Linked DNA regions of Mus musculus: all the other regions are linked to region 3. The links are chromatin contacts, called in public Hi-C and HiChIP or PLAC-seq maps. All regions are on one chromosome and are shown on one strand. Each heading gives the region's core, a stretch centred on a gene start, on an enhancer-like site or on the middle of the called end of the contact. The rest is flanking DNA. Distances are from core to core; before and after follow the strand shown.

Region 1 (6,907 bases), core at 1,477-3,976, 220 kb after region 3:
TAAGCATGTGTCCCACATAGAGTCACACTGTATGTATGCTTAGGTGTTCTATGTGGAGTCATATCGTGGATGCTGGCATTTCAAATGGAGCCTCACTGCATGTGTGTGAGCATCCCAGGTATAGCCATGTTGGTGTGGGGGTATCCTGTGTGTGGAAAGAGTGTGTTTCTCTGGAACCACATGAGGGGTGTGTGTGTGTGTGTGTGTGTGTGTGTGTGTGTGTGCACATGCATGTGCAGATGTGTGTACTCTTAGGTATTTCCTAAGAGGCATAGATAGGATTTTCTTCCCCATGATTGAATTTTGTAAATATGTATCGTGTAGTAAGTTGGTAGTAATCTCTAAAGAGGTGAAGGCTTTGGACAAGCTCCAGGTTGCTGTGGTGGTTTTGTTTGTTTGGTTTCAGTTTTGGTTGGTTGGTTGGTTGGTTGGTTGGTTGGTTGGTTGGTTTGGTTTTGGTTTTGGTTTTGATTTGGTTTGGTTTTTTTGTCTTTTCCTGCTCACTAAGGAGAGGGATCATGAGAGGCAGTAGGTAACCATGGCATAATGGCTAGGTTCTGGGTGCTTAGCAGAAACATGGACAAGTGGAGATAGAAGAGGATAGTTTTCCCAAGGTCACAAGAGCACACCATCTCATGTCAGTAGAAAGAGTGACACTGTTATTTCTCAGAGCACCAGGAAGGAGATACATGAAGCCCACCCCTCTGAAGGTGGTGTATGTAGACAATCTTGAGAGATGGCTCAGCTTAGCACCGACCACCATGACTTGTCTTCCATCCTGATTCTACCATTGTAGCTACATGGAGGTGAGCTCCAGATACTGGACCATGTGTGTTGTTTAAAGAATGCTGAGCAATTACAATAATCAATTCAAGACATCAAAATAATAAATATTAAATTGCATCAAAGCAAAAGTCCAGAGCCTTGCAGAGACATGGGACCTAGAAAAATGATTCCTGAAACCAACAGATTAATGGCATAATTCTCATGTGATGTCTGCAGTGTTTATGCTGGGCTGGTTTTATAAACCTGTAAGATTTAAGTGTTTCCAGACCCTTCCTCTGTGTCTGGGGATGTGATATCTATGGTCCCTAGTAGGTTGAATGATACTCAGTGTGGATTGAATGTGAAAATTAGTAATTATAGGTTTTCACTGCAGAACAGTTGACTGCAATTAAAGATACATATATTTGAATTTGCTTTCAAAAAGGCTTACTAGGAAAATATGATAGCTTAAGTAATGTGTGTTTAACCTCTGCAATAAGAAGAATCTCTCTTGGATGTTCTGACTGCAGCCAGAGCCAGTCAAGGATATCCCCTGACACTGCATTACTGGCACCAAGTAGATATTATCTCTGCCCCTCTACACAGGCATCATGGCCCAGCCTGAGTCAGTGAAAGCTGCCAACCTATTTTTTTTTTCTTGTCATTGAAGAAAAGTCACCTCTCCTATCTTCCTGCTAGAGTGTAGCAAGCCCTTCACTGGGTTTTGCAAGAGCCTGTTAATTCCTTAGCTGCCCATGCCCTGGGGTTCCTGCTCTGCAAAGACACCAGTGTCAATATTCCCATCTTTGCCCCATAACAAACATGTTGCCAGGCAAGAAGGCATGGAGTTTGGTTTCTCTGGGCTCTCTGAGGTCTATCCTAGCCGTCCCCATAATTACCATGATGATTTGCTAAAGAGCCATGAAGCAACAAAGTTTTGGTTGTTATATTTTCAAATGTTGGTTTTTTACTTAAACACACTCAGTGAGTCCTGCATTGTGAACTGGGGCATAGGACACTTTCTTGGGCAGGAATGAAGTAGAACTGGAGTGTATCTTCGAATTTCCTAGAAAGGCCAACTGCCAACAAATTTTTCTCAGGAGTTCACCTGATAGGAGATTTAATGTTCTTCAGCATGCTATGACAATATATGTAACTGTTGTAGGACAGACAAATCATTTTAGATGTGTTGAGATATACACTGTGTGTGTGTGAGTGTGTATGTATGTGTGTGTAACAGAGGTCAACTCACCTTATTTTTAAGAGACAGGATCTCTAATCAAATCTGGAGCTCACTGATTTGATGAGACCCCCACCTCCCAGGTTCTAGGATTTAAGCACTATTCCCCACTCCTGGATATTTTTATAAATGGGCTCTTGGGAATCTGATCCAGGTCCTAACACTTGTACGGCACGTGACTTACTCCCTGATGCATCTCCCCAGACCCACATGCAGATTTCTGTTGCTTCTTGATCCCGTGTTCTTCACTATTGGCATCCAGGCTTCCAGTGCTCTGCTGTAGACACTCGATAAGTCACCAGTTTCCAGCCTGTGGGTCACGACCCTTATCTCAGTCCAGAAATACTTCCATTATGATTCATAACAACAGCAAAATTATAGTTATGAAATAGCAGTGAAATAATTTTATGGTTGGGAGTCACCGCAGCATGAGGAACTGTGTGAAAAGGTTACAGCATTAGGAAGGTTGAGAGCTACTGCTATAGATGGTCTTCCCAGGTGGACCTGCCGTTTCCCCTGTGGGCACATGTAAGTGTGCACATGTAGTGCTTAATGTCCTGGATACACTACAAACTAGTAAGAGCTTAATGAAAAGAAGACTCTAAATGAAAGCACTCTAGTTTAGTCTTCTCAAACGTGGCAAGACCCGTGCTGACCAATATTGCCAAAGCTGAGAGCCAGGAGGCAGTGTGATTTGCCTGGACACATATGTCCCCACACGTGACGTCAGAGCGTAAGAGTCATATCGAGAGACAGAATGGTTAGCCCCTCTGAGGTCATCAGCCTGGTCACTATTGACATTCAGAATGAAGTCCATTTTGGGGAGTGAATTTATCTAAATATCCAGAGGTTTCAGCAGCACCAGACCCCATCTGGGGTGTGCCATAGCACCACAGCTCTACCCTCAAAAAACATCACCAGATATTCCAAGATCCCCCAAGGGAAAGAATAAACAGGATCACCACAGCTGTGGACATCTGTCCTTCCAACGGGGAAGGGTGGGAGACCCAGGAAACTCCATGATGATAGGACCCTCCTTGCCTGCCACTTGACCAAGTGCTTCGGCACCTTTCTCTGACCCACAGTACATGAGCTGGCTAACAGGCCAGTGGCCAGCATCTCAGAGAGATCTGCTATGCCTAAATCTCACTCAAGTTCACAAGTGAGAAGAGCAAACTTAGAAATAGTGGTACCTGACAGGTGTGTTCTGTATCTTTGCATGTGCATGAAAGACACGGCTTGGCTCTGTTCCTAAGAGTGTCACTGGGTGGGCTGGTACCTCTCCCAGGTCAGTACATGTACATTGCTGCCTTCTTCTAACCCAGCTAAAATCTGACCAGAGACCAGAGGCAAGGCAAGGGACACTGGTGCCAGCCATACCATGGAGACTTTTTCCTGGGTTTTCTATAGCTCTGGGTTTTCAAATACAGATTCAGATCATCAGTAGCTGTCAAAAAAGAAAGGAAAAAAAAAAACCTGTGTGGCCCATTGGAAGAAGCCATCATAGAGGTCAGCTGGCATCAGTGACTTCTGACCATCTCTCAGCGGCCAGCAGACGGATCCTCTTTGTTTTCCCCCCTAGCCTGTGTCCTACTCCCAGAAGCTGCCTGTGACCAGGCCTGATAAATCCATGTGGAAAAAGCCCGGCTCACTGAAAGCTTTCCTTCTATGTGCTCGACGGGGTGACCTTCCTTCTCACACTGACCTCTGAACCGGATCCTATTACATAGCTCTCCCTGTTATCCTGTCTGTATGTTCTGTGCCCTCCTGAATATCCACACAACTCCATGAGGACTCAAAGAGGCCAAAGGCAGTGCCCACCAGCAGGATGTTTCCAGCCACTGCCGGCCTCTCTAGGCTCTCTCAGCTAGACCTTGGCTCATCCAGTAATCTCACATGGGGGCTGGCAGTGTTTCTACCCTGTCTCAAACATGTTGTGAATGAGCTTTAAAATGTTTAGGTGTTTGCCTTTTGCCTTCATTATCCGAGAAATGCAGAACAATTCTCAAAAAAAAAAATTATAGAAAAACCATCACCTTTCTGGGCATGTGGCTTTTCTCTGTCTGTGTCCCACACTGAGAGCCCAGCATTCCCATGCAGATGCTAAGCTCAGGGATTCTCATGGAATTCTACTTGTGACTTTGGCTGCACTGTGAGGTTGGTGGGTCTTTGGCAAATATGGGCTGGATGTCAGATGTAGAGGAAACCAAGATCAGTGTGTCCCAGACTGAAGAGAGCCAGACTCCAATGAATCCCTTAAGAAGATAAACTGGGATGCTGGTCTTTGGTGGATGGATTCAGGAAAGACCTGGGGAGGCAACACTGGACAGAGCCGCAGTAGAGACAGGGTCGTGGGGGGGCAGGGGGAGCAAAGAAAACAGTCTAAGGAGAAGTGGTAGAGTAGGAAGACAGCATAAGTGTGGTGGGGAAGTGGGATGGGAGGTGTAGGGAGACAGGGTACAGAGGTAGGGGGATTGAGGCCAAGCACAAAGGTAGGGCTGGGTGGTGCGGTGAGAGAAGGCTCTGGTAGCTTCTGGGGAGGGTGGGGTAAGACCTGGGGCAGAGCAGTTGTTCAAGAGCCTGAAACTTCCACCCAGCACAGGGATCTAGTTATGTGGCCCTCAGACTCTAGGACCAGAGAAAAGAGGAACAAAGGAGATACCACACATATGTCTCCATCATTCACACCTTTGAAGTAATTTACTGTGAGGCAAGCAAGAGCTGGGATTCCAGGAGACACCCAGAGAATCTCCAAGTGGGATACGTCCCCCAGAATGAACCACATTGAGAAGACAGTGCTGCAGACAGTAGCACGTGCTTTCCATGCTTGGCATCATGGGATCAAGGGGATGGAGGAGGATGAGTGAGTCTCAGGGTGTTTGTAAAAGGTAGCCATGGAAGATGCCAGTGTGTGAACATCGGCAGAGGGTGGAGACACAGAGAGCAGTGGGTGGAGACACAGAGAGCAGTGGGTGGAGACACAGAGAGCAGTGGGTGGAGACACAGAGAGCAGTGGGTGGAGACACAGAGAGCAGTGGGTGGAGACACAGAGAGCAGTGGGTGGAGCAAGAATCTCACCATGCACATCTCTGAATCTGAAAATGTGGAATGCTTTTAGTTTAATAACTCTCTTTAGATAGATCCACATTAACAACAAAAAAAAAAAACTCAAAGAAAATCTCTTTTCTATTATGTGTGTGTGTGTGTGTGTGTGTGTGTGTGTGTGTGTGTGTGTGTGAATAAAAGAAAAGGAAAGGAAAGGGGGGATTCAAGGTACTTTTTCTGTGGCAGAAAAAAACTTAGCCTGATTTGTGACACCCAGCTCTCAACCAGCTTCTTTTTAAATTATTATTATTATTATCATTGTTATTATTATTATTATTTATTGGATATTTTCTTTATTTACATTTCAAATGTTATCCCCTTTCCCAGTTTCTCCCCTCCCACAAACCCCCTATCCCATCCTCCCTCCCCCTGCTTCTATGAGGGTGTTCCTCCACCCACCCACCCACTCCCACCTCCCTGCCCTCGATTCCCCTACACTGGGGCATCTGTGGAGCCTTCACAGGACCAAAGGCCTCTCTCTCTCTACCAGCTTCTCTCCTGACTCTTGCCACCGTTCCCTTTAAACTGCATTCCCACTCATCGGCATTATGTGCTGCCATGGTGAGCTCACTTCACTTTATTTGTGAGTGTTAAATAACAGCTACTCATTATGAAGAAATGTAGGAAATACAATCAGAAGAGAGAAAATTGCAAATACTGTCACTCACTGTGCAATAAATGTGACTGACATTTTCAATGTGCCCTGGTTTCTCACACCAGTGATTCCCTATGTGTGCATTTCATGTTTGTCTCTGATTTGGGACCCCGCCTGCTTCCCTCACCTGGTGTGGTAAAAGGGGTGTTGGCACAACATGGTGACCTTCATGAAATCAGTGGTATAGAAGTGTTCTGTTTCACACATACACACACACACATACATTTTCACACATACTTACATTCAGATGCGCGCACACACACACATGCACACTCACACATACATTCACACACGCACATACATTTTCTTACACACATGTTCACTCACACACATGCACACTCACACACATGCACACCCACACACACACACACATTTTTTAACTTATATGCTAGATTCTTTAGGTGCTTTTATGATTTTCCTTTTGTTACACATATATCCATACAGATATCTTTAAATACAACAGAATCTTGTCCACTCGCCTGACTTTTTCGGGCCAGATGCCCAGAAACAGCCTAACTGAGCTGCGTATCAGAGCTGTAGACCAGCTCAATGGAGGATTTCCCCTGACTAGGCCTTCTTCTCTTACAGCTGTCTCCTACACAAATTACAAGAAGACGCCTCCCCCGGTGCCTCCACGGACCACCTCCAAGCCTCTGATCTCTGTGACGGCCCAGAGCAGCACGGAATCGACACAGGATGCCTACCAGGACAGCCGTGCCCAGAGGATGTCCCCCTGGCCCCAAGATAGCCGTGGCGGCCTCTACAACTCCATGGACAGTCTAGACAGCAACAAGGCCATGAATTTGGCTCTGGAAACAGCTGCAGCCCAGCGCCACGCGGCGGACACCCAGAGCAGCTCCACACGGAGCATCGACAAGGCGGTCCTGGCATCCAAGGCTGAAGAGCTCCTGAAAAGTCGCTGCTCCTCCATCGGGGTCCAGGTACTCTCCCTTGACCACCCTCCCTGGCGCCTGCACAGGCTGAGTCAAAAACCAAGTCACAGCCCCAAGTGTTTGGCCCCTTAACAGAAGCAGGGCAGTAAATGATGCTGAGAGACCATATGTGCCTGCCACAGCATGAGAGACCCCAGGACAGAGCCCAGGGAGGTGAGACTCATGTACTTCCCTCACACACACTACCTA
Region 2 (6,470 bases), core at 3,004-5,503, 130 kb before region 3:
TCCACTGAGAGGAAGAACTGAAGCTCTTCATGAAGAAAGGGGCTTGAAGCCCACCTTGTGCTCCACTGTGATCAGGGGTCTCCTTCATTTCCTGTGTCTTCTACAATATTTCTGCCATGGAGGGAACATTTGGACGGTTCCCATTCATGGTTAGTAGTTTGTAGCTTCCAGTGTCCACCTATGGCATATAGTAGGGCCCTTTGTCAAATTACACTAACCTGAATGTCATGCCGTATGTGTGAACTCTGACCTAATCAGGCCACAGAGGTCCATCCCCAAGAAATTAGAAACGCATTTCCCTTCTATCAGTTTATGATCTGTTCAGTTGCCTGAAGTTTAATTGTGTGACTCTGTCTTGTAAGCAGGTTTGTTGGCCCAGCAGCTTCTTAGAGCCCTGGTGGCAGAGACAGGCAGATCCACATTTGCTGAGCTTCCTGCTTCCCTGGGCTTTGTGAAACGGAAGATGCTCAACTCTCAGAAGGATAGAGAGGGTGGCCAGTTAATCCTTACACCGAATCCCCAACCTCTCATCAGTGGAAAGTCTGGTCTCTATACAAAGGGACGTTCTAGGTAGCCTTTCACGAGAAGTGCATCATGCTATGTGTGATATGAGAGAAGCCACAGGACACTATGCTAACTTAAATAAGTCAGATGGAAAGATAAGTCAATCCCATCCGTTCATACATAGAATCGAAATTGTCTAACCCAGCGAAGTAAAGACCACAGCTGAGAAAGGACACAGAGGATTTAGCTAACTAGGAGACCAACTTCTGTGGCCCTCCCATACAGCAGAGTAGCGGTGGTTATAGCTGCATTCTTGGAAGTTGCTGAGAGTGGATTTTTTTTAAATGCCCACCAAAATCAAAATGAGCTAATGAGGCTGTGTGCCTGCTAATGAGCTTGATTCATCCACTGTAAAATGTGTACATACTTCAAACCATCATCCCATACGCTGCGAATACATAGACTTCTTGTCAATTAAAAGACTGATTCATAATTAACACTGTACTTTTCTACAAGCTCCTCACTTTTAATGATAAAAATACATTTTATTTATTTATTTTTGTCAAAATGAAAATGCATACGCTGCTGATCCAACCATTCTTAAACCCAGTAATTCATTGATCAGAAAAGAGGAGTAATGGATTCAAATGAATGCTTGTTAAAGGGGCTCAGCGTTCATCAGCAGCTGTTTGATGCCTGGCCCCATGTGTGCGACTGAAAAACCACAGCAGCTCTGCCCAGCTCCTGTCGTCAGCAAGTCCCACAGGAAAGAGAGAAGCACGCCACTGTGCGGGGACCTCTGTCATCTGAGAGCTGTTATTGGAGTCACCAAAACTGACACTGGAGATTAATATCTGTTTGCTCCTGGAAATCTGGAGTTTGGACCCCAGGCTGATATCCAAAGTATAGTTTTAAAGTTCTCGTTCAGCTCATGCCTAGGGAAAAGCAGCAGCTGTTGCTGAGGTGAGCCTAGGGTTCTGACAGGGTGCAGAACCAAGGCATCACATTGATTTGTGGTGTGGATCAATATTGCCACTTCAAAGACCGGCTACTCAGAAGATACATGACCATGTGTGTACGGCTGAGCTTTGAGGGGATGCTACTCTAGAAGAAGGAAAATGGAAGACAATGCATACCATAAGTGGAGAATAAATGAGGGGTGAGCTGAAGAAAGTTCAGGGCCTTTGACAATTTGTTATGAAGGCTGCAGCCACTTGCTGGAGCATAGTAGGACATTAAGCACAGAGCTGTCACTTATTATATCAGACTCATTCCTAACATGAGCTCCTAGAATAGGGGCTACCTTATCTTGGACATATGGAGAAGGATGCTCATCACAGGCACTTTCCTTTGAGACAGCTACCACAGTGGAGGAGAGTTGGAAATGAAGACACAGCCTCAAATCCTGTATCATAAATTAGATCAGGAAGGATGGGAGCTGGCCGCTTCTTGTGTAGCCACAGCAGCTGATTCTGTTTAGAGACCGAGTCTCCGTGGATGCTCTGTTTTTTAAAGTCACGACACATTCTTTTGTAAATAGGTATTTTATTGCAAATTTGACATTTATTTTAGATGTGCATGTATGTAAATCCATCGACATAGAATTGTGCACATGCACACACACATACACATAAATACATACAGGCATACACACACATGGACACACACATACATATACACACACACACATATATATATATACACACACACATACAACACACACACACACATACACACATACACACATACACACACACACACACACACACACACACACACACACACACACAGCGGGCCAGTGGTAGAGTCTGTAGATCTCCAGGTACCTTTTTCATCAGAGATTCCACATGTGTTCATTTCCCCCCATGTCATATATTGATTAAAAGAACATAAAGCCTCACAGCGACTATAACTCAGTTAGCAAAGTGTCTGTGAAACAGGCAGGAGGACCCCAGTTTGGTTCCCAGAACCTTGTCTCGCTGTGGCTAGACACGAAGTGGCCAGTTCCAGTCCTTCCTAATCTAATTTATGATATACATTTGCAGCTGTGCCTTCATTTCTAACTCTTTCCCCATCATGGGTACTATCTAAAAGAAAGTGCCTCTGTGATGTGCACCCTTCTAAATATGCCCCAGGAAAAGCAAGGCAGGGTCGTAGGAGCTTGTGAGCCTAGGGCCCAGGAGAGTGACAGGAATATCCCTGTGTCTCACTGTTGATCTAGCCTAGCCCAGTGTATAAGCTCCAGGCCATTGAGAGACCTTGCATCAAAACTGAAGATGAACCATACCTGAAGAACAATATCCAAGATTGATCTCTGTCCTACATACCTACACAGACACATATGCATGAATATGTCATCTGTGTACAACCCCCATGAAAACACACACACACAATCAGAGGGGGAGAAGAGAACATAAAATATGGTGTAGAGGAGGCAGTGGTTGAGCCGAGACAAATCACAGGAGAAGAAGGTGGGGACAAGAGGACGGAATATGGAAGGCTGTTTTTCCATGGTCCTGGGCCACAAAAATGTACTATGTCTTCAACCCAAGACCTGAGGACCACTCTATATAATCCTACAGGTTAGAAACCCAGCATCTATGTGCAGTCAGGCCAGCCAGCATCTTCTGAGCTTATTCTCCTTTGCTCATAGATGCTGTCTTCTTGTATCTTCATATGGTCCTCTCTCTTTCCCTCTGTGCATCCTCATGAGGACCCTGCTTTTGTCTGTGTGAATCCAGTCTCTCTTCCTCAACATTTTCTCCGCCTCTGGAAAGACATGGGCACACCCGCCTGTGTCACTGAAGTATTGTGCTTGGTCTCTTGACTTGGGTAATACTCTGGAGCTCAGGTATGTCTCTTCCTGACACCAGTTGATAGGTCCTTCCTCCAAAAATCAGTGGGGCTGGAGCCATTAAGCCAGGCAAACAGATGGCATCATTCCATATGATACAGCCATGTTGCTTTTGCTACATAGTTTATTAAAAGCAAAGATGACCCTGGGTTTGTGACCAGTCTTCAATAGAATATCCAAGAGGCTGCCAGGCAGTGTGCATCCAGCCTATGCTTAAGGTAGAGTGAGGGATCTGAATCAATGCTATTTAAGATTTGGGGAGTTACAGTAAACAAGAGTCCATCTGGCTACATGGTAGCTCGAAGAGTCCCGGTCCCTTCACAGCCACACTTAGGGGAGCTGGCTCCCAGAGAGAGCCAGAAACAAACACATAGTCTCTAAAATTGACTGGAGTGTGAAGGAAAACAGCCACAAATCCCTGCTGGCCCGTTTGCAGCTCTGTGGCTTCCTTATGGTTCTCACTGAAGGTCGGGGAGGGCCTCAGCATCTGGCCTGGGTGTGCCACTCTGTTGAGCTTCCTTACAATTCCTTATTATCCCAAGACAGAGTCTGCTCTCTTACTGATGTCTGAGGGCAGCAGCGGGAGAGCAGGCTGTGTGCAGGAACTAGGAGGGCAGGATGAATGGGGCCCTGTCTAGAATGGCAGCAGATTCTCCCAGCCTCTGCCATCTGGACTCAGGGCTGTGACTAGGCGAAGCACAGACAGGAGAATCAGGGTGGCTCGCTGCGTCCCTGGGACTGGGTGCCGAAGCCACAAAGCTTTCGACGGAGAGAGACTAGTGTTAAGTTCGGTTGACCACCGCTAGCCACATTTCTGTATGTACTGCACAATATGTGTACCTAGTGTGCATCATATGAAGCAACACACTGGCTGCTGTGCGGGGGTGGGCTCAGTATGAGTCAGAGGAGAAACACATCTCCATCCTGTCTAATGAGTGGCAACCGCACCAGGGCTGCACATCTGTCAGCATCTACTTTGTAACCAGAAATCAAAATGGGGGGGGGCTCCCTGTCCTGAAATGATGACCAAAGCCTCAGGGTTGAGCTCCTACATCCAGTGCTGTCACCTGCTGAACCTTAGAGACCTGTCGCCCCGAGCTGATGGCATGTCTGCCTGCCTGGCCTCGTTCCCATTCCCCTCAGCCCAGGAGTAGGATGTGAAGGACCCTGGCAGACGCGAAAGGCTGTGGTCTGCAGTAGAGGTGAAGTGTTCTTTGCGACGAAGCAGACAGACTCCATAGAGGGGGAGAGGTTCCACCTCAGGCTGCCTATGGAGCAGGTGTACCTCACGCCTAACTTGACAGAAGTACTACTCCCTCAGTAACATGCTGCTCAGACGCCGGGGAAGCAGGACACCAGAAGAATGTGTTTCCCACAGGAACAGGACATAGATAAACCCCTTGCTTCAGCAGGCTTGGTGTAGGCTGAAGAAGTGTGCTCTAGCTCTGATGCCTGTTGGAACTGGTAGGTAGAGAAGCGCAGCCACAGTATGGCACATGTCCCCACACAGAATATGACGACACAAGAGTCCCCATGAGCTACTCAGTGGTTAGGACGAAAGTGAAGGAATTGAGCTACGGGGCTGATCCTCACTAGTGACCTGAGGGTAGATAGTGGGCCCCAGTGATACAAAGTTCTTTTTGGATATAGAGCTGTGTGTATACCCAGAGCATACCCAGGTCACATGGTCAGCCGGCCACAAAAGTATCCCTAGGAGGTCTAAGGAGCTAATGAGGATACAAGCAGCAAGGACAGTAGAAAGAAAGGAGATGAGATGCCTGGAGGGGGTAAGAGAGGGAGAAAGGGGGGTGTCCTAGCCCTCTTTCCAAAGCTCTGCTCAGGACTAAGCTAAGGCTAGGAGACATGTGGGGATGCTTAGGTGCTGATAGGCTAACTGGGCATTCCTCTGCTGAGTGTGACTGAAGCCGACCTTCTGAGGAACAAATCGAGGAAAAAGGACAAAACATCTTGTAGTGTAATGGGAGAACCTTACCATAGTCTATGGCCACCTGTGTGCCGGTCACACCAAGATTTCGGCTCTTGACATTGTCTGGTGGCTTCCTGGAGTATCACTTCCAAGTCTCAGTTTGATTACTGATGCTCTGAGTGGCATCTTTGAGCTACATCTAATCTAAATGTTTGCACATATGGGAGGCCCAGCCTTCTCACTATTGAGTTTTGCAAAAAATAAAAAAATAAAATAAAATAATTCCAGTTGGAGGCCTGCCTCTTCCATCTGGATGAGTCAATCAATTAATGTCAACAAATCAATTAGAGTTTACATGGGAATTACCCCGGTGGCCATGGAGGGCTCGCCTGGGACTGTTGATGCAGGTGGTTGTTAACAGCATCATCAGCTAAGTTAAGGAGAATGCACAAACTGGGGAGCAGGGACTGCTGGCTGATTCCCACGTGAGCGCTGAGGCTATCCACATGTTCACGGCACCCAGTATAGCTTCTGTTGTTGATGGTGTCTTAATTTCACCTTGTTGCTAGTCTCAGTGAAAGCTCCTTGGTGGTAGATTTCACTCTGCCCTGGAGTGCTTGTGGTGAGCAGCAGAACTGCTGCCTGGGCTGCATCACCATATAAGTCTGCCCACACAGAAGTGGATGCTCACAGTCAGCTATTGGATGGACACAGGGCTCCCAGTGGAGGAGCTAGAGAAAGTACCCAAGGAGCTGAAGGGGTCTGCAACCCTATAGGTGGAACAACAATATGAACTAACCAGTACCCCCAGAGCTCGTGTCTCTAGCTGCATATGTAGCAGAAGATGGCCTAGTCGGCCATCATTGGTAAGAGAGGCCCCTTGGTCTTGCAAACTTTATATGCCCCAGTACAGGGGAATGCCAGGGCCAAGAAGTGGGAGTGGGTGGGTAGGGGAGTGGGGGGGGAGGGTATGGGGGACTTTTGGGTTAGCATTTGAAATGTAAATGAAGAAAATATCTAATAAAAAAATTAACTCAGTAGTATTTTGTGTTTTGATTCTGGTGATATGTAGTGTAATAGTCTGATAGCACATGCCAGGGGCAGAGACCTGCAACTCTCCCTCAGTTCCACTGTCTCCAGGGGAACTTGGATGCTCTGTAGTATTGTGTCAGAAGCCTTGGAGGT
Region 3 (7,001 bases), core at 3,488-5,987:
GCCCTGTGTATTTGATGCTATTGGACTGATGTTATTTCACATGTAAGTTATTTAACTTTACTAAAGTTTTAAAAAAGTGACCATTATAATGATGCTTTTAATACCTACCTCAGAGGTTTTGTGGCTCTGGAAAGAAAACCCCTGGCTTTCTCCAAGAGTCAAAAGTACAGCCATGGAGACCAACTGTGGATTTTACAGAGCTGCAATGTCTGAGAGTCTATAAATGGTCCTACTTGGAGAATGGCTTATTGATGGAGTGGCCTGTGGACCCAGGCCTCTGACTGGCTGGAGTACTTGGCTGTCTGTGTTCAGACAATATCCACTATACTCTTTTATGCATGGAGGAGTCCCTGGAATCTTGTAGATGTTGTCGATATGCCTTTAATTATATCCTAAAATATCATCCAGGTCACCTTGATGGAAGATAATTTGAATATCAAACATGACCAGTGTTCACCCACACTCTCTAGACTTCACAGTGAGAGGTCTTGCCTGGAGAGTACTTGTCACTATGTGACAAGCTTCATCACCTATCACTTGTTTAGAGAAGGAAATGGAGATGCTGCCTCTGGGACCAAAAGCCTTCCTCATGCTCATGACTCAGAAGGCACAAACCCTGAGGCTTGCTGTCATGGGCACTCTGTACTCATGATGGGTTCAGAATCATCTGTGCAATGCTGGGATGTGATTCCTGTCACAGGGAGACTATGCAGCAGTAACATGATGCTGTACATGGATGCACAGATCAGGAAAACGTGAGACTTGATATGCTAAGTGGGTAAAGCAAAACTGGAGACCCTCCTGGGGCGAGTCACATTTATATAAAAACATAGATTACATAGACAAAAGGAGCCTGTGTTTAGTGCACCCAAAGCTAATGGGATGACTCTAAATGGTGAGATTTGAGGGAAACTTCTGCTTTTATGTTTTATTGTATGTACTAACAAAGTGGACTGTTAGCTTTTCATCACCGTGGCAAATCTTGAAAGAAACCAATTCAAAGAAGAAATGATTGACTTTGGACCACAGTTTCATAGGTTTGGTCCCAGGCCACTGGCTCTTTTGTTATGAGCTGAGTTGATCCAGAGAATCATGGAGTATATGTCAGAGGCAGCTCCTCACTCCAAGGTAGGCAGGGAGCAGGGAGAGACAGGACAGGACAAGGGACATAACCTATTTCTTTTTTTTTTAATTGGTATTTTCTTTATTTATATTTCAAATGTTATCCCCTTTCCTGTTTCCCCTCCAAAAAACACCCTCCCCTATCCCGCTGGTCCCCTGCTCACCAACCCACCCACTCCTGCTTCCTGGCCCTGGCATTCCCCCACACTGGGGAACAGAGCCTTCATAGGATCAAGGACCTCTTCTCCCATTGGTGTCTGACGAGGCCATCGTCTGAAACATGGCCTCCGAATGAGCTACCTCCACTTACCTCAGTGTTTGCCAAATGATGAGGTCCAAGGCCTGTGATCTTTCTAATCACCTATCCAGGGTTGAATCCACCCTCTGAGAACTAGCTCCCCCAACATGTGAGGCTTCGTGGTAATGGTTTATAGCCAAGACTTAGCATTTATTGTAAAAGCACTGTGTTATGGGCAAGCAAAGTCGTCCAGGTAAGATGCGTAGACTTGTGCACCTGTCTGAAACTCCTCCAGAGTCCCTGATTTCCTCCACAAAGTCCAGCCTATTGGGAGCTCAGTCATCCTTCGTCTTCTCCTCACACAAGGCTGCTTGTTCACAGCAGGGCACATAAGGAGGCACATAAAAAAGTGGTGCTTGGCTGCCTTTGCCTCTTTTTTTTCCCCTTTAGGATTTAGCCCATGAGATGGTACTGCTCAAATCCGGGACAAGTGCCAACTCCGTTAATCATCTGGAGAGGTACTTTCATACTCAAAGGCATGATTCAGTGATGAACTAGACGTTTCTTAAGCCAATCAAGTTTGACATCCAAAACAAACTATCGTGTGGTCCTATGTCAGTGTAGTGGTATGCAGCCCAAGGCTATGGTTATAGCATAGCTCAACAAACCAGGTATCCCTGTTAGTTTGCTAGCATGTTCCACTGACTTCCAAGCCCACCATGGCCTAGTGACAATATGGCTCACGCTCTTGATTTCTTCCAAGCGTTCCCTGAAGACCTTCTCCGGAGAACTGGACTTATAGTCATTGTTCGAACATTTGCCTACTGGCAATGTTACAGACAGCAATAAAACAAAGAATCTTTTCCTAGATTTTGAAGCCAGATTAAGTTCAAAATATCAACCTTTCTTCTAGGGAAGTAGGGCAGGGCTACCTTTTACATCAAAAGGCCCACAAGAGTTAAAAAGATCCTCAGATAACTTCCCTAAAAGGCCTCAAGAAAAACAAGGCAGCCATCCAAAACCATAGGGGTTGGAGCATAGATCTCAGAGGCTGTGCAACTAGGGTTCATGGGCTCTAGTGTCTCTGCCCTGCTCTGGCCAAGAGTTGACCCAAGATTACTCCTTCCTCCTTATCTTTTCTGAGATACACCTTGAAGCTCCCACAGGAATAGGAACCAAAAGGACAAAGCCAGCTGCCAGGAGATGGTAGGGACTAAGACAGTTTCATCCATGGCATACTAACAAATGTGATAGAGGGTAGAAGATGGCCAGAAGATGGCCCAATTCCTGGTCCTTGGGATGAGGAAGCAGCCTAATTTTGGGATGACTTTCTGTTCAACCTCCCCTCATTCCCCACTCCTTAGTCAGCAAACTCGCTGAGCAATGGCTTGGCACAGGATGAGGCTGTGCAGCTAACAGCTGGAGCGTGCGAGGCAGAGAGAATACAGATCTTAGACTCCAGTGAAAGAAGCAAAATTATCCCTCCATCACATTCATCCTGTCTGTAGATTCCGGTCCGGTGACATTGATGAAAATGAGCCGTGTGAAATGAACACGGTATCCCCAGAGAAAGTCGATGCAGGCGCTTGTGGGTTAGGGCCTGAGGATAAGTCACCTTAATGTCAGGCTTGGTCCTTTAGACTCAGTGTTCAGGTGTGGACACCAGGGTTCTCAGAACGTGGGAAGTGTTCAGTCCTCAGGGAAGTCATGATCACCCGTGGTTGTCTTTTGGGGAGCCAGATGTCATCTTGCCAGGCTAGTCTATGTCAAATCTACATGCCATCAATCGCCTAGACCTCCAGACTCACTGTTTCCTTTTCCCAGAGGGTGCTCCCTAGCTTATTATTATTAGACTGATTTCTGTGACCACGGTGAGCCCTGTACCACACAGTTACTGTCACTCCTCCTGTTATTGGTAGTAATGAGGCCACCACAGTAGTGACAGTAAGTACCCCTGCCTCCAGCTGCCGTGATACTCAGGTTTCCGCAGAAAGCGCTCTTTATGAGAGCTCATGCATTTTCCAAAATAGCTAAAAGAAAAAACTCTACCCTTTGACCGAATGCTGCTCTCAGAGCCTAAGACATCAGCTCTTCCAATGACTCTCAAAGCAATTCCAGAGGTGACAGGATGTCCCCACCTGCCCAGCCCCTGTCCTTCTGGGGCCTCAATCCTACACACACACATCTACTCCAGAATATTGGAGAGTATCCACAGCGTGCCTAGTACTGCAACAGCTGAGTACCAGTCGCTAGAAGTTGCTTGGCCGCATGAGAGCATCAGAGACCCTGTAGGGTCACTTTGAGAGCATCTGTAGGGTCACTTTGCTTTTGAGCCCCTGGGAAACACTGAAATAGTTAAGGGCTTTCTGATGCACCAGGACTCTCTGTTCATGGCTTTGTTTAAAAAGGACTTAATTTTTTAAAAATATTATGTGTCTATTGTACAGAAAACAGGGCTTGTTATGGCTTGTATTACACATCCATATGATGGACTTTGAGAAATTCACCCAAACACCCCTCTTTCAAGTAATTTCCAATGGAATATTTTGGGACTTTTTCACTGGCCTGGATCTTGTAATGACTGTCTGTACAGCTGTAGAATGCAGCCTTACCCTTCTCCTTGGTGGCCTGGGTACCCTTCACCCTACTTAAGGTCTCCTAAACGTTTGCAGGACCACTCTCTCAGCTGTCTGTGCCAGGGCAGATCAGTGCCCAGACTGCACCTGGTGGGTCTTTGCAGGGCTGTGTAAGGTGGCAAGAAGGTATCACGATGAAGCAGGAAACACCATGGGTGAATAACATTGTCCAAGTGTAGGCTGCTGCAGGCCCCACCCCTTCTTCCCATCAAGCAAATTTATGACAGCATTGCTACTTGTACCTGGCACCAAACTTCCAACATTTAGTCTCCACTGCACCACACACACAAGGTGACGCCCAAGGACAGTATGGCCCCGTTCTTTCAGCTGGCATTTCATGGGTCAGCTTCTCCCCACACGGGACTTAAGAGTTCTAAGATGACCCAAATTCATCTGACGTCTTTACTGTAGGGCATGTTCATAGGACGTGTGTTTATCGTTCTTAGTGATTTATAGAAATGGAAATATATGCATTGCCTTTTAAAATTACTTTATCTCTATTTTTCCTCCTATCTTCAGAATTAATTTGAATACCCAGCCCTGTAGCCAGCTGCCTGTTGTTGCAGGATACATAAACACTTCAACTTCTGCTGGGCCATAATCATTTTAGGCGAATGGCATCAAATGAATGATATTATTATTTGGCTGGGTATATTCTCGGCTTGCTCCATAGTCTAAGTAGAAACAGAGATTCATCTGGAAGCTGCCAGCAGCTGCTTATTCACTCCTCAGCTCACCGAGCCAACATTCCTCTCCTCACGAGGTCCTGTCTGAGCTATTGGAGAAGTCTCAGTCAGTGACTTCATTCCCACCCAAAACTCTGGCATGAGACAGGATATTTTCCAGGCCCTGTGAATAGAATCCTAAGATAATAAAATAACCAATGCATGGCTCCAAGCAGAAATCTCTGTCCTGACATGTGGGCTAGAGCCAGGCACCTCCTGCCTTTGTTACGCCCTTCTCCTTGGCGTGGTGTCCCCCGTGTCCCCTGTGTGCTTTCTTCCTCTCACTGAACCAGATGAGAAGCAGAAAGAGGGAGGGTCCTGAGATGACATGTCGGGGATTCTGGGAAAATGAAGTCTAGAAGAGGTGAGCACTTAGGACTTAGGGGGGAATCTTATCTATAACCAGGTGTATATTGAGACCCCTCTGAGGAGTATCCAATGGCACCTGTGCTGGCAGGGACAGCAGATGAGAGAGAGCCTCTTTCTCCCCTCCATGGGCACAGCTTTGGACCTGGGACAGGCAGAACAGATCGAGTCTGAGTGCTGATGGCACCAGCAAGGTTTGGCTCCAGTCTAGCCACCTTCGCTGCATATATAACCTTGGCCAGCTGTGTCACTTCTGAGTCTGTTATTCACATCTTCACTGCAGAGGACGGTTATGATCTCCTTGTGGTTCTAAAGAGTAGGTGTGTGTGTGTGTGTGTGGGGGGGGGGTGTCTGCAGCATCCAGTCCATGCAGGGATCTGTTGCACCACTTTATCTCACTGTGCCCCCAGAGCTGTGCCCCACTGAGAGAGCCTAGGCTCCTCTTACCCCCCACCCCCTTTCCCTCTTTCTCTCTCCCTCCCTCCATCCCAGAGCACTGATCTCACTTTCTTGGAAAGCGCTTCAGAGGGGGCCCTGCTGAGCACTGAAGTTTTCACATTGATTTTCCACAGATTTATGTTTTAATTAGGGAAGCTAAGACTTTAGCTTTGAGCACCCTCGCGCATGTCTTCCAGATATTTATTTTAGCTTAAGATGCATGGCCTCACAAATTCCCGAGCTTTTCTTAATTTAGTGCAATTTCAAAAGTGTGTAACTGGGTTCTCTTGCCCTGACTCCTTTCCCGTGATCTTCAAACATTCCGTTGTTCCTCTGGAATTCTGAGGTGCACACACACACACATTCTCACACATATACTCACACACACACACACACACACACACGCACACACACTACACACACACTCACAGACTACACACACACTGACACATGCTACACACACATACACTCACACACACTACACACACTCACACACACTACACACACTCGTACACACACTACACACACACACACACTACACACACACACACTCACACACACTACACACACTCACACTACACACACACACACACACTCACACAAACACACATTCTCACACATATACTCACACACACACACTTCACATACTACAAACACTGACACACACACTGACACATGCTACACACACATACACTCACACACACTACACACACTAGCACACACTCACACTACACACACTCACACACACTACACACACTCACACACACTACACACACTCACACACACTACACACACACACACTCACACAAACACAAACACACATTCTCACACATATACTCACACACACACACTTCACATACTACACACACTGACACACACACTGACACATGCTACACACACACTCACACACACTACACACACTAGCACACACTCACACTACACACACTCACACACACTACACACACACACTCACACACACTCAGTGCTCCAGCCCTGCAGGACACAGGATATAATGCTGCCGGATCGCCAAGCTTTAAAAGAAGCCAATAATCCCATTTCTGTTTGAATGTGAAATTTTCTCATTTTTAAATGCTGGCAGGTAATTAAAACACAGAAGTGGGCCAAACGAGATCCTTCTGCTTCTGCAGGTAGACGTGGCTGCCAGCCAACACACTTTCATCCTTGCTGCAGAGGAGAGATGGGGATCTGAGGGAAGACCTGCATGCAGCCTTGAAATGCCTGCTCCCAGTCTGTAGTTCTGAGGCTTGGTTGCCTGCCCTGCATAGGAAGCATGTCCAGCACCCTTCCTTGTAGTTCCAGGACAGAACTGTCCCTCTGCATGCTTCCCTGCCCCCCGAAACGGGGAGTGAAGGAAAACACAGCTGCTGCTAGGGGAAGTCGGAAGTGACCCCACCCTGACCCCGGTGGAGCTACACCCAGGATTAGGCTTTGGCCTGCAAGTACAGCAAGCCTCGC
Region 4 (6,660 bases), core at 144-2,643, 200 kb before region 3:
GTGTTTCCCTAGGTAGTTTTCCAGACACTGTCCTGGAATACAAATGGGGCTGCTTTCTCGCTGTGTGAGGACTCTCTTTCCTTGGTTAGGCGGACGCCTCAACCCTGTTGATAGTTCCTGGGCCACTAAGGAAGCTCCAAGCTCTCTGGATGAGTTGAAACCTCCTCTGTGGAAAACTGAGCAGCAGGCTTGTGTTGGATGGAGAAGCCCAGTGTGTAAGAAACTTTAGGTCAGGCCCGTGACTGGGCACTTGGGAGCATGTGCTCAGACACATCGTAGGGAAGGAGCCAGACTTGCTCCCACTCAAGGGAGGAACCCACTCATGCCTGTGCATTGAATGGGCGCCTGGCTTGGTGTCTCTGTGACTCATGGCTACGCCTTGCTTTACATTGGCTCATGCTTACCTTTTGACCCTGTGTGGTTCTGCCTCTTTTCTGGCCATTTTGGTAACTTGATTAGACGGGGGCATAGGGGTCGTGTTCACATGGCACATCAGTCTGGGTCCTCCCTGGCCAGGGAGCTGAGGGACAGAACCAAGCTCTCTTTATCAACATCACAAAAACTCATACTGTTCTGCATCTGAGTGTTCAGGCTGCTTGTTTGTGGCAGGTTCCCTGGCTTTTCTTCCCCCTCCCCTTATCCCCAAAGGCATGTTTTTGGAGCAGGAATGTTCTTTTACAAGTTTGTGGAAAATGGGAGGGGACTTTCCAGAGTGTGCCAACAGTGGGTACACAAATAAGAGACTGTATAGAAAGGCATTTTCTGGCTTTGAAGAGCTGACTGGACCCTGTTGACTCAACATACTGCCTTGGTCACAGACATCCAGTCTGCCATCAGGCCTATGACAGGAGTCCTTCCTCTGTGCTCTGGACATTAAGCAACTCAGAAATAATTTTTACTAGCCATTTTGCTAGGCGGGGTTTTCAGGAGAACAAGTATACATTCTATCCGTCTTTTATCTACCATTCATGTGGGAAGGGATGTGTTTCGGAGCTGGCTCCTCTGGAGTTAGCATGATTTTCAGAAAATAATATCGTGACATTTAAAAGAGATTCTTTGAAGGCAGAACCCAGAAACATTAAACAAAATAACCCAAGTTCTCCCATTCTTGGCTTAAAGCTTCCTAAAGCGTTTCTATGCCAGTGATGTCACTGGGTTGGCGGCTTGTCAGAGCTCCTCTTAGCTGCTGTGTGTCCCTGCGGAGGGCTTCTGGGGACTAATATTTCTGTTAGCAGTTTGAAAAACTTCATAATGATGAAAAGAAAACAATGTCTTTTGGAGTAATCTCTTTATTATAGGGAGATCCCAAGGTGAACAGGGTATTTGATCATCATCCATTAGACAGTTTACCGGTGTGCCTTGTTGATTTAGTGACTCACAGAGGCCTGAGCGAGCCCTGGGATCTAGCTATGCCATGCTGGGCCTCCTGCAGGCTGCCAATCCCACCACAGCCTCTGCAGGAGGACCAGAATGATAAGAAAGATCTCTTGATTGGCACAGTTGCTCATACAATGCTGAAGCAGCCGCTAAGGATGGAGCACTTCCCCTGTCATCAGAGCCTTAGCTATGCGCATGCCCTGAACAGATGGTGTGTTTGAACTTGGGCGGTCCCCTGGTGGACAGTAGCCTGACATTTAGTGCTAAAATGTCGTGTACACAGTATTTAGACATAACAGATTTTTTTTTAATGTTTACCCAGCTTTCAATGTTTTGAAGATGATTTCCTTAAATCTCAATAATTCCTTCTAAAAACACCTAGGTATTCATTCAAAATTGTCATTTCAGTGAAAACATATTGCTTATGCTATTTTGTAAAACTACACAGAAAACTCAGAAGTGGCCGTAAACCTAAGAGTTATTTAAAAGAGAAATTTTGAGACCTCACTGAGGACAGGAAGATTGTGTGAAGGGTACTGGGGTACCCTTCCTTGACCTCACTAGCGGCATTTCTATATGTGATTGGGTAAGAGTTAAGGAGGGCAGCCAAGGAAGAGGTCCAATTGAAAGAGATATGCTCTATAAAAGTAGAAGAGTTTTGAAAAAAAGGATTTAAGTGTCGTGTAGGTGATAACATTTAAAAATCAATTTCTTAAAGCTCTATTTGAACTATAACCAATGTAGCATTCATAATAAACAGCACTGGGTGTTTGATTTCAGTTGAGGTGACAGTTTCCCTTTCTGTTTCTGCAAATGGTGTCAGTGAGCGCCAGCCTGCTTTGGGTGCCAACATCACCTGTCCACACTGATGTCCAAGAACAACTCTTCCCAAGTGGCCATGCGATAGTGAAGTCAGTATATGATTAAGATCCTGTGCTGCCACAAGGGTGGCCCTGAAGGAGATGTGTTAGGAGCCCCTCGGACTCCTGTTGGGAAGAGTGGCACAGGCTGCAGTGTTGAGGGGGCTCACATTTATGGGAGGGAATTGCCAAGACTCTACTTGGTAAAGACATTCTTGAGCAAGCATCTCTAATGATCAAGAGCGTCTCTGAAGCTGAGCTAGCATTTGATTTGTCCCGAAGCTTCTGCAGTATGTTGTACTGAGCAGATGAGTTCAGTGAGCGTGTCTCTCAGATGGGTATTAAAGCTAGACTTACATACAATTCAGCTTTCCAAAAGACAGAGGCCCCAAAACACCTTTCTTGGGGTGGACCTTAAGTAAGGGCAATATGTTGAATGAATAAGCTAACCACAAAACCAGTAAGTACTCCATGGTTCCAGTCACATGTGGCTGTAGAGTGGCCACATCCATTGAGACAGGACATGGAGTAGTAATGCCAGAGGTTGAGGGAGAGTGGAGTGTTAGTGCCTCATGTTGTGGAGTATCCGCCAAAGAAGACTGTCCAAACGTGGGTTTAAGTCAATAGAAAGTCTTTATTAGTTGGCCAGTGACTATACTGGGTGTTCAGGATCCCAGTGTAACACCGAGCCTCTCTCAGGGTGAGCTGTTAAGCACAAAAGCCATGTTATAGCGTGACATACTTCAGTTAACAAGAATAGCTAACCAGGAACAGAACTACAGAAGCTAAATAGCAAGGTTAGTACATTTGAGACTTTCCCAGAACGATATGGACTTTGATGGATTAGGCCTTTGTTTTAGTTTTGGCAGGTGGCATTGTCTATGTGCTAGTTTTTACAGCCTGAATGGTACTTCTGCCGTGGAGTCAGTTGTGCTAAGGTCTTGGGGCCTAAGATTATAAAGAGGAACATTCTAGAGATGGATAGTAATGGTAAGTTCATGTATAAATATCATAATCACCACTGAACTGTACAATTGAAATGTTAAAAGAGTAATTTTATATTTTGAATATCTTTACCAAAAAGTTCAACAAATTAAAAGAGTCTATATATCTATATTTATATATCTTTCTGTATATATCTATCATCTGTCTGTTTGTCTGTCTGTCTGTCTGTCTGTCTGTCTGTCTGTCTGTCTGTCTATCTATCTATCTAATCCAGTAAAAGTCAAGTAAAATGATTGGAAAGTGAGCTATATATCCTAAGGAGAGAGATATTTCTCAAAGGTAAATATAGAAATTCCCTCTAATTGTATTTAAAAAGTTCCATGTCACTAATTACTGGGGAAATGTAAATCAAAGTCACAGTGAGGCATTGTCCCAGCAAGAATGGCAGCTACTGAAATGGGAACAGGTGTTGGGGAGGCTGAGGAGACCAGTCCTTGCATATTGTCATCAGGACTGAGTCAGCAGAGCCTGATGGACACAAGCTGATGGTCTCCCATCAGTACCGCTCTACAGCCCAACACTTCCGCTAACACATGCATACCCAAGGGAAATGAAGTCAGCACACCAGAGCAGCATCCGCAATCCACTTACCACAGAACAATTCACAATGGCCAAGAAAGGGAGATAACCTAAGTTCCTGTCATCTGATGAATGTATAAAGATCATGACACATGCAAATGGATGTTATTTAGTCATCCAAGAGAATGGAATCATGTGTGGATGGAACCAGAGGATGTGATGCTAAGTGAAATTGCATGATCTTGGCTGTGTGATATGCTCACAGAGAGTCAGCCCTGGGGTGCATTAGCCAAGGTTATCTAGATTAACATTACTTACAGGATGAATCAATCAGCCTGTCTGTTCATGTCTGTCTGTCCATCCATCCATCCATCCATCCATCCATCCATCCATCTATCTAAAAAGGATTTATTAGAATGACTTACAGTATGTGGTCCCCAATGCAACAATTGCTGCCTATGTACAGAAGGTCCAAGAATCTAGTAGATGTTCAAGCCATGAGGCTACATGTCTCACCTGGTCTTGACTACACTGGAACCCTGAAGAAGTAGGTTCACTGAATGCCAGTGACAGAATGGACTGGCTATGAGGCTAGAGCAAGCAGGTGGAGAGCAAAATGCCCCCTCCCTATTTCCTTTATAGAGACTACAGCAGAAGCTGTGGCCCAGATTAGTGGTGGGCCTTCCCACTTCAAGAGATCTCAATTTAAGCTCTGTCTTCCCCGCTGCAAAGATCCAGATCAGAAGCGGATCTTCCCACTTCAAATGATCTAACTAAGCAAAAATCCCCCACCAACTTTGAGTTTTAGTTAATTCCAGACATAGTCTAGTTGACAGTTGAGAATAGACATCTGAAAGGTTAATGGTGATCATCAGAGGCTGGGCAAGAGGGGAGGGTGAGAAGAGATGGATCAGAGGGTGCTAAGTTCTGGTTAGAAAAGAGCGACCAGGCCTGTGCATCAGGGCCACTCTAGATAACAGTGAAGAACCACAGGAAACAGAAGAAAGGCTTGGGTGTCTTCCCCAAGGAGAACCGATAAGTACCAAAGAAGACAGACCTGTTTGCTTTGAAACATGATCTAATGTACTTATACATCAAAGCGTCATGTGGGGACCAGGTGAAGAGGTATACATGGACCTCCTGCTACACAGGCTTGCGGGTGTCTGTGGCTTGAGGCCAGCCTGGGCCAAATAAATAGGAAGACCCCAGACAAATCACATAGCTTCTCAAAGAAATAAACAAATTTTATGTTTTGTGTTTAAAAATGTTTAATTAAAAATGAACCCAAGCATTTGAAATGTAAGTGAAGAAAATATCTAATAAAAAATTGAAAAAAAAAAAAAGAACACAATTGAGCTGGTGCCTATGTAGAGCCTTCACCCACCCTCATGCACTAGTGTTCATAGTATTGGAAGGTACTCTGCACACTATCCAAGGAGAAAGGTAAACCCAACCCGGCTGCAACCCTTTGATCTACAGTGCTGTCCTGCCTGTAGATTGCAATGTACACTGATGCAATAGTGGCATAAGGAATGTGGGTGCAACCAACCAGCTCACACCATGAAATAGAACCCATACCCATTGCTGCGTGGGTAACCAAGAACCTGAGAGTAGGTAGGCCAAGGACCTAGGGGAAAGCCAAAGACTACTGTTCTGCTAAAAGAATGCAGAAAAATGACTCCCAGTGGCATTCTGCTGTACTCATAGATCAGTGCCCTGCTCAGTCATCATCAGAGAAGCTTCCTCCTATAGCAGATGGGAACAAATACAGAAACCCACCGCCAGACAGTGTGTAGAGAGCGGGACCTTGGAACACTCAGCCGTATATGGATGTCCCCATCAAATCCCTCCCTGCAGAGCTCAGGCAGCTCTGTGGAAGAGGAGGCAGAAAGAGTGTAGGCTATGGGCATGAGAACTCTCAGAGACTATGGTAGGTAGCATGCACAGAGTCTGCAGGGGTCTGCACCAGATGGGGTCACAGAGCTGAGAGGAGAAGTGGACACATGGCTCCATCCTAACCCAGAAGCGATCTCCAATCGATAGCCACTTGCAAATGAGAAATGATCTTTTTCCCAAGGGAGTCTGGGGAAACAAAGTATTTTCAAGGGTAGTGCCCCTCCCCCCAAACACTTAAAATGAACTGAATGGGAACTTGGAGGGTCTTTGTCTCATAATACTGTGTTAGAGCAGGTTTTTTTTTTTTTAAAATACTTGAAGTGCTTTTTTGCATATGTTATGCCTTCCAGTTTTGTGTTTTATAGGGTTCCTGTGTGTCTGTGAACATACGAGTCTCTGCATCTATATGTCTTTCTCATGCTTTTTCTTTGGCTCTTTTTCTTCTTTCTGTTCATCTTGTCCTATTCTGATTTTTTTTTTTTGCTTTATTTTTCTCTTATTTTATTAGTAGTATTTAGATGCCTGTTCTAACAAGAAACAAAAAGGGTGTGGATCTGAATGGGAGGGAAGGGGAGAGGCAAGGAGGAACCAGGAAGAAGCATTGGTAGATGGAAAACCATAATCAGAACATATTGTATGAAAAATTATCTTCAATAAAAGAAAAGAAATTAACAGAACCATACAAGATGTTATATGCGATTCAAAATAAATATATGTGACTTGTCCTAAAGTAGAATTAATAAGACCTTTATGACATATGTGGTCTATGTATAATACTTTCTGTGCGCAGCAGCATTGAATCACACAGAACAGCTGAAACATCACCACAGGATCACGGGAGAGATGTGTCAGTCTCAAGTAAGAAGTTCGAGCTGTTGGCAGTGTATCGGAGAGTGAATCATTTGTTGTACGAGTCTGTGTTTATACAAGTTTATAGACATATGTTCTTCTGAAGGCGACACATACATTTTAGTTGTTGTTTTCTTTCCATGAAATTCTGAAG

The links. HiChIP or PLAC-seq counts read pairs in DNA pulled down with a chosen protein or histone mark. A called contact is a pair of places that touch in the nucleus more often than the background predicts.
Region 1: a contact with region 3 is called in a Hi-C map of muscle stem cells, with 2.3 times the contacts expected there. The contact joins two enhancer-like sites. A contact is called at or near these places in 1 of 15 datasets of contacts at CTCF or cohesin (the NIH/3T3 cell line), 1 of 484 Hi-C or Micro-C datasets (muscle stem cells) and 1 of 115 datasets of contacts at active chromatin or transcription factors (the NIH/3T3 cell line).
Region 2: a CTCF HiChIP or PLAC-seq map of the NIH/3T3 cell line shows a contact between it and region 3, with 9 read pairs. The contact joins two enhancer-like sites. A contact is called at or near these places in 1 of 15 datasets of contacts at CTCF or cohesin (the NIH/3T3 cell line), 4 of 484 Hi-C or Micro-C datasets (the C2C12 cell line, cerebral cortex, embryonic fibroblasts and 1 more) and 2 of 115 datasets of contacts at active chromatin or transcription factors (the NIH/3T3 cell line and embryonic fibroblasts).
Region 4: a Hi-C map of the C2C12 cell line shows a contact between it and region 3, with 4 times the contacts expected there. The contact joins two enhancer-like sites. A contact is called at or near these places in 1 of 15 datasets of contacts at CTCF or cohesin (the NIH/3T3 cell line), 1 of 484 Hi-C or Micro-C datasets (the C2C12 cell line) and 1 of 9 other capture datasets (embryonic stem cells).

The regions. Positions count from the first base shown.
Region 1 is chr8:14,815,990-14,822,896 of GRCm38.p6, forward strand. It overlaps Dlgap2 (DLG associated protein 2), which reads left to right. Exons shown (of 16, transcript NM_172910.3): 10 at 6,354-6,706. Among named protein-coding and RNA genes, the nearest start is that of C030037F17Rik, 53 kb to the left of the region's middle. Within about 2 kb of position 2,727, at least 22 of the 459 cell types and tissues checked have an H3K27ac peak or open chromatin away from gene starts, as enhancers often do. A contact at or near this core is called in the NIH/3T3 cell line and muscle stem cells, where this site is marked.
Region 2 is chr8:14,469,113-14,475,582 of GRCm38.p6, forward strand. All of the region lies in intron 3 of Dlgap2 (DLG associated protein 2), which reads left to right. Among named protein-coding and RNA genes, the nearest start is that of Gm26184, 200 kb to the left of the region's middle. Within about 2 kb of position 4,254, at least 30 of the 459 cell types and tissues checked have an H3K27ac peak or open chromatin away from gene starts, as enhancers often do. A contact at or near this core is called in the C2C12 cell line and the NIH/3T3 cell line, where this site is marked.
Region 3 is chr8:14,598,779-14,605,779 of GRCm38.p6, forward strand. All of the region lies in intron 4 of Dlgap2 (DLG associated protein 2), which reads left to right. Among named protein-coding and RNA genes, the nearest start is that of C030037F17Rik, 160 kb to the right of the region's middle. Within about 2 kb of position 4,738, at least 43 of the 459 cell types and tissues checked have an H3K27ac peak or open chromatin away from gene starts, as enhancers often do. A contact at or near this core is called in the C2C12 cell line, the NIH/3T3 cell line and muscle stem cells, where this site is marked.
Region 4 is chr8:14,405,363-14,412,022 of GRCm38.p6, forward strand. All of the region lies in intron 3 of Dlgap2 (DLG associated protein 2), which reads left to right. Among named protein-coding and RNA genes, the nearest start is that of Gm26184, 140 kb to the left of the region's middle. Within about 2 kb of position 1,394, at least 14 of the 459 cell types and tissues checked have an H3K27ac peak or open chromatin away from gene starts, as enhancers often do. A contact at or near this core is called in the C2C12 cell line and the NIH/3T3 cell line, where this site is marked.